Linked DNA regions of Mus musculus: region 2 is linked to region 1. A link is a contact called in public HiChIP or PLAC-seq data. All regions are on one chromosome and are shown on one strand. Each heading gives the region's core, a stretch centred on a gene start, on an enhancer-like site or on the middle of the called end of the contact. The rest is flanking DNA. Distances are from core to core; before and after follow the strand shown.

What was found. HiChIP or PLAC-seq counts read pairs in DNA pulled down with a chosen protein or histone mark.
Region 2: a contact with region 1 is called in an H3K4me3 HiChIP or PLAC-seq map of bone marrow-derived macrophages, with 2.5 times the contacts expected there. The contact joins the promoter of Aopep here to the enhancer-like site in region 1. A contact is called at or near these places in 5 of 39 promoter capture datasets (the C10 cell line, embryonic stem cells, hematopoietic stem and progenitor cells and 1 more), 10 of 484 Hi-C or Micro-C datasets (the C10 cell line, the N1E-115 cell line, bone marrow-derived macrophages and 7 more), 5 of 115 datasets of contacts at active chromatin or transcription factors (CD8 T cells, the HPC-7 cell line, the SCID.adh cell line and 2 more) and 2 of 9 other capture datasets (adipose tissue and liver).

Annotation. Positions count from the first base shown.
Region 1 is chr13:62,925,956-62,928,984 of GRCm38.p6, forward strand. No RefSeq gene overlaps it. Among named protein-coding and RNA genes, the nearest start is that of Gm40981, 9.6 kb to the left of the region's middle. Within about 2 kb of position 1,611, at least 19 of the 459 cell types and tissues checked have an H3K27ac peak or open chromatin away from gene starts, as enhancers often do. A contact at or near this core is called in the N1E-115 cell line, the SCID.adh cell line, bone marrow-derived macrophages and 1 more, where this site is marked.
Region 2 is chr13:62,963,266-62,966,294 of GRCm38.p6, forward strand. It overlaps Aopep (aminopeptidase O), which reads left to right and starts at 1,628. Exons shown (of 16, transcript NM_001289926.1): 1 at 1,628-1,754.

The sequences.
Region 1 (3,029 bases), core at 361-2,860:
AAACAGATTCTCCTTAGTCTTCAGAGAACATGACTTTTTGGACAATTTGATTTCAGACTCCAGAACCATCAGTGAATTTCTGTCACTCTAAGCTACCCACTCCATGATCCCAAGGAATGTGTCCTAAAACCAGGTTATTCTAGGAATTTTGGAAAACAAATGGAACTTACCAAATGCTCACAGCCCTGTGTTCCAGGACCAGTCACTATAAACTATGAATGTTTACGTTTTCTCCCATTATTTTTGACATCCATCCTATTAAATTCTGTTTCAAAAGAGAGGCTGGAAACATGGCTCAGCTGGTAAAAGACTTGCCTAATATACCCAAAGCCCTGGGTTTGATTTCCAAAACCTCACAAACATAGCACGATGGTGCATGCAATGCTAGTATTGGAGAAATGGAGACAGCTGACTAGATGTTCAATGTCATTCTCAGCTACATAGTGAGTTCAAGGTCAGCTTCGCACTTCTTGAGATTCTATCTTAAAACAAGAAAATAGTAATCCCTTATGCGTTTTCTCTCTTGGTTGGTGTGCAGTAAGAATGTTTTTAATTTTCTGCATATGACTCTTTAAATGGTCACCATCATCCTGATTTTAGCTCCTTGAAAACAGAGCAGGTGGAGACCATAACCTATGCTCTTTGGTTTGGAACCCTGAGGCTAATGACACAGCTGGCCATGGAGAAATCCCCAGGAGGTGGCAGTATGGGTCATGAAACCACCAATCCACACAAAACCCCTGAATTACAAGCCAGTGACTCCTCTGGTACAACCAGCAAACCTGGGCCTTTCTACACAGCACTGGAAACAGCAGCCAGATCATGAGAGAGAGAGAGAGAGAGAGAGAGAGAGAGAGAGAGAGAGAGAGAGCGAGCATGTGAGGTGATTGTTTTCCAACCTTGTGTGGTCTTTTATTCTTGTTAAAGAGGAAAGCCTTGAATTAAAATGCTAACCTTCATTTAAAGAAAGCTATGGCTCAGACCTTGGAGATGTTTGTTAGCGATTTCAACATGTCAATATCACCTCGCTATCCTGTCTTCTGTTGGTCTAAGAGTTCCAGGCAGAAACCTCTTAGTGTCAGTATTATTTAGATTTATGAACAATAGTGAGGACCAAAATAGAGAGATCACAGAAGGATGGAAGAAATGGCACATGGGCTCTTTTTAATCCCTTCAAGTTCATGATCCTCTTGGCCTCTGTCTTCAGAATGCTAAGGTCACAGATACACTCACTATGCACCACAATCTATTTCTTCAGTGCTCACTGGCTCCATGAGCCTCAGGTTCCCTTAACTCTCTAACCGCAAGAATCTTCATTTGTTTTAGCTTTGTTGTTTGCTTTGTTTTGTATGTATAGCATGTCACCTTGATTCGCAATGTTGTATGTAGCACAGCTCAGGAGAGAAAGTGACTTAAAAAACTACAAAGTAGAAGTTGTACTTCAGAAATACTGTTTCCATAAGTGTAGTCTAGGTGTGAGTGACTCTTAAGCACCATTGGATTATAGTTACCCACTGTGCCTGTTAAAATGTGGCTTGGTAAGGTCTGCCCTGGGGTTTCTGGTTCAGTAAGTCAAGGGTGGGGCAGAAAATCTGCAGTTGAAACCTACTCCCAGTGCTACTGTCACTGTGATCGATAAGGACCTCAGAGAGTTGCTTAATGGAGCTATGTCAGGACAAGTTGGTACTTGGGACACAAAATTTAGGAGTGTTGTTGTTGGGAAATGCTGTCCTAGTCTTCCTCTCCTGGGTGTTGTCATAGATGATGTCATCATACTAATCATGTCATTTCCAGCAGAGACAGTAGTTTCTTTTTAATTGTGTGTATGAATGTGTCTCTGTGTGGGTATGTGTGTGTGAATGGGAATGCCTGGAAGGCCAGAGATTTGATTCCTTGGACATGGAGTTACTGGCAGTTGTGCACCTCATGTGGGTGTTGGGGACTGAACTTGGGTCCTCTGTGAGAGCAGCAAAGCTATCTCTCCAGCCCCAGCATTTTCTGACTATGATGCCAGTTTCCCCCAATGATCTTCCCTAGTGGAAATGAATAATGATATCAACATAGTCTATAGGATACCTTTAAAGCCTAAAGAAAAGCTCAGTAAAGGCCAGGCCCCTGACTCAGAAAACTACAGGACATGGTTGTGTCTGGGATATCCCTGGGATTTCAACCCCTTGCCAATATTCATTTCTCTGTAGTATTCAGCTATTCCTGATATAATATGTACTTGTAGAGTGGGCTCATTTCTTGCTCGCTGAATGCCTTGGTCAATACTACAAGATACCTAAGATCAGATGACTTATGAAGAATAAGGTTTATTTAGCTCAGAATTCTAGAAGCTGAGAAGTCCAAGGTCACAGCACCAGTATCAGCTCGGCATCATGTGAGGGCCCTCTTGTTCGAGAAAATCTATGCTGAATAATAAGACAGCACAGGATGTGTGCTAAACCAAACATGCTAGCTTGAGTCATGTGTCTCTTCTTTAAAAGGTGCAAACTGAATCCTGGGGGTTCCACACTATGACCTCATCTAATCCCAGATGCCACCCAAATTCCTGAGCATAGGATTTGGAGACACATTCCTATGTAGAGGAAATTTGGGGGACACATTAAAACCTCACCGCCCCTATGTTTCCCCTCACCCCCCCAAATGTGGAGAGCAGAGACTTGACTTAGATGTTCCAGTGGGGGGCCAGTAAGAGGAGTACAAGAATTGGGTTGGGTAAGGGATAAGTCCTGGCAGTGTGTTCTTTTCCTGACCACTTAGGATTTTGTGAGGCACAAAATATAACAGAGACTATTTAATGCCTGCCAGAGTGATTTAAGGAATGTGTCCTCATTCTGTCAAAATAAACACCACCTATTATGAACTCTGAAACCCTGGTTGGTGTTTGAGGAGGGAGGCCCTAGATCCCCGATGCCCTCCTAACCCAATCAAAAGTCATACAATTTAAGCAAGAGTCAACCTATGCCCATGAACATAGAGTTGGAGAATTGACGGAATGTTGCTGGGTGAGACTAAGAGCGAAG
Region 2 (3,029 bases), core at 378-2,877, 37 kb after region 1:
ATGGATCCCCACATATACATATTTTAACAATTTTTAAAATCTTTTAAAAAGGTTTGGGAGAGTTTGTGTGGACAGATATTTTTATAACCATTTCTTTTTAAGATTGGTAGGGTGTTACACACAGGCCAGCATTTTAGTGGCCAAAATGAACTAACGAGTAGTAGGGAAGGAGAGCCCCTCTCCTTAGCCTCCTCACATGCCTCTCCTCTTAGAATTGCAAGCCTGCTGAAGGCTTGGGGATGGTAACATAAGGAGTCCAAGAAGGAAAGAGTTACGGAAAGGGGAAACTGTGTGTGTGTGTGTGTGTGTGTGTGTGTGTGGTCCTACAGTGTTGGGTAACAGGAAGGCAAAGAAGTCAGGATTGAAAGATGGAACAAACCTGGTTCTCACTATAGAGTTCAACAAATCTATTCTAGCACTCACTTTCAGTAACTTTTTTTTTTGTCTAGACTTTTATCTAATCCTTCCCACCTGTCACATCAATTTCCAAATTACCTTTTATATGTATCCATTTTTCTCCATCACATCTCACCAGTCCCTTCTTTCTGTGTGCTTCATGCCCAGCACACACAGCAGCCTGCTCTGCGTTTCAAAACTAGTTCCTGTCACTCACTCTTCCCTGGCGACAGAATCCACGCTCCTTGCTTACAGTGGCCCAGAAATGTGCTGCAGGATGGGGCCTTTGGGCCTTGTTGGTTTCACCCTGTGTTCTTCAAGGGCGCCACAAGCTGCATGTACTAGGTGCTTCTGATCCTTCTAGCTGCTTTGCTCGCAGGTCTTTATAGCCTTCCCCTCTCTTCCCAGTTAAATGAGTCTCCTCAGAGGGTATTAGACCTCCTGTAGTGAAGTGGCTCTGACTTCCTTCCATTTTTCAGAGACTTACTTCCATATGTGTACCTCTAAGAACATCCATACGAGAATTAGCTGATGTGGTGCAGCTTAACTCAGTGGTTAAGAGCATTGGCTGCTGTTGCAGAAGACCTGGGTTTGGTGTACAGCACTCACGGGGTAGCTTACAACTATCTCTGCAGCTCCAGTTCCAAGGGGGTCCATTTGTACATTCGTGTACCTAGACATACATACAATTACACACCACCCCACATACTAAATGAATTTTTAAAAAGGGAATATTCTGTTGAACTATTCAGAACTTGCTTTCTCAACCAAAGATTGTCTCTACAAAGGCAAGCACAACTGGCCCACTTTTGTAGCCGCAGATACTGTAACTGTCTGTATGGCGCATAGTATGATCTTATTTAAGGCACTGTGCTGGGATGAATATGTAAAGTCCAATCATATGCTTCAGAAATGTGGAATGAAGAATAAACAGCGCACTCAGGAAGCAGAGGCAGGCTGATCTCTGAGTTCGAGGCCAGCCTGGTCTACATAGTAGGTTCCAGACCACTCAGAACTACACAGAGAGACCTGTCTCAAAGGCAAAAACGACACATTTGTATTTCAGTGAGGCGTGCGTGTAGTTCACGCGTCTGGAGTCTTGATACCGTGGCCACTAGCAGCCCTGCGCCTGCGCAGTAGCGGCCGAGGAACTGGCCTACAGGGGGTGGGAGGGGGAAGCGGCCGACCCTGGCGCGTGTTGATGACGCAATTAGTGTTTGCCTGGTAGCCCGTGGTAACCCGGAGTCTGCGGAAGTGTAGCTGCAGCAGCACCGCAGCTGAGACAGGTAACCTGCAGCTCCGGTGTCAAGCAGCCGCTCCGGGTTATGCGGACCCACGACCTCTGGTGGGGTGAGCAGGTAGGATCCGATCCGTCTTGCCCTGTGGTGAGCCAGTGGGATCCTGTTCGCCTCTTGTGAAGCGAGGCGGTGGGATCCTGTCTGACTTGTCTGGGGCGAGCCCTTGGGATGCTGTCACATAAATTGTAGCCGCAGTATTAGCGCTCAGCACTTGCGGCGACCGCTACCTGCAAAGGTGGTGCTCATGGTAGACGGAAACCACACCGGCCAGCGGAGCGGTGCTTAGAGCTGTTTTCAAAGGTGACAACTGGGCTCGTGTTGATGCTGAATTCAATTCTGATCCCTCGTGCTTTTGTTTTGTTTCCACGTGCAACTAGCGCATTCATTTCAGAAGGGTGTGTTGTGCTCCGTGTGATTTGAGAAGGCTGCTAGTGATTTCCTAGTTGGTAAAGATTAGGTTGTCCCGTATTGGGAGCTACAGAGAATAATATTGTTTACTGTCGACTTGTCTTTTAGACTCCAGGGATTGTGCCCTGCACTTACATTTCATTGTCTCCTTAGTTCATGCAGTATTGCAAGTTATGAACTATTATGTTTGCCTTACAGAGAAAATAACTGAGGCTCAGCTCCATCAAATTGACTGGGTGAAAAATTCCCAGTAACCAAAAGCAAAGGGCAAGTTTAAATTCAAGGTTATGCATGGCTTCAAGGTCTCTCTCTCTCCTCTCCTCTTCCTCCCCTTTAAAAATAACCACCATCAGTGGTCAAATTCCAGGCTTTTTACATTAGTCATATGTGATTCCATACGTTTATTCACCCATCTGACCATATGAATTGTGTGTGTAACACACACATGCACGTGTGCAATACGTGTACGCATGTGGAGACAAGGGATAACATCAACTGTGGTTTCATAGATGCTGGCCACCGTTTTTTGTTTATGTGTTTTTGAGACAGGTTCTCTCACTGGCCTAGAGCTTGCCAGGTAGATTGGTTTAGCCAGCAACTCTTGAAAATGCCCGCCTCTATCTCCCCAGCACTGGAATCACAGACCTGAAACTTTCCACTCAGGTTCTGGGGACCGAACTTGCGTCCTCGTGCTTACACAGCAGGTGGTTTTCAGCCTGAGATGCCGCCGAAGCAGCAGCAGCAGCTGCTTCTTCTTCTTCTTCTTCTTCTTCTTCTTCTTCTTCTTCTTCTTCTTCTTCTTCTTGATTCATTTATTTATTTTATGTATATGTGTACACCAGTGCTCTCTTCAGACACACCAGAAGAGGACACCAGATCCCATTACAGACGGTTGTGAGCCACGATGTGGTTGCTGGGAATTGAAAC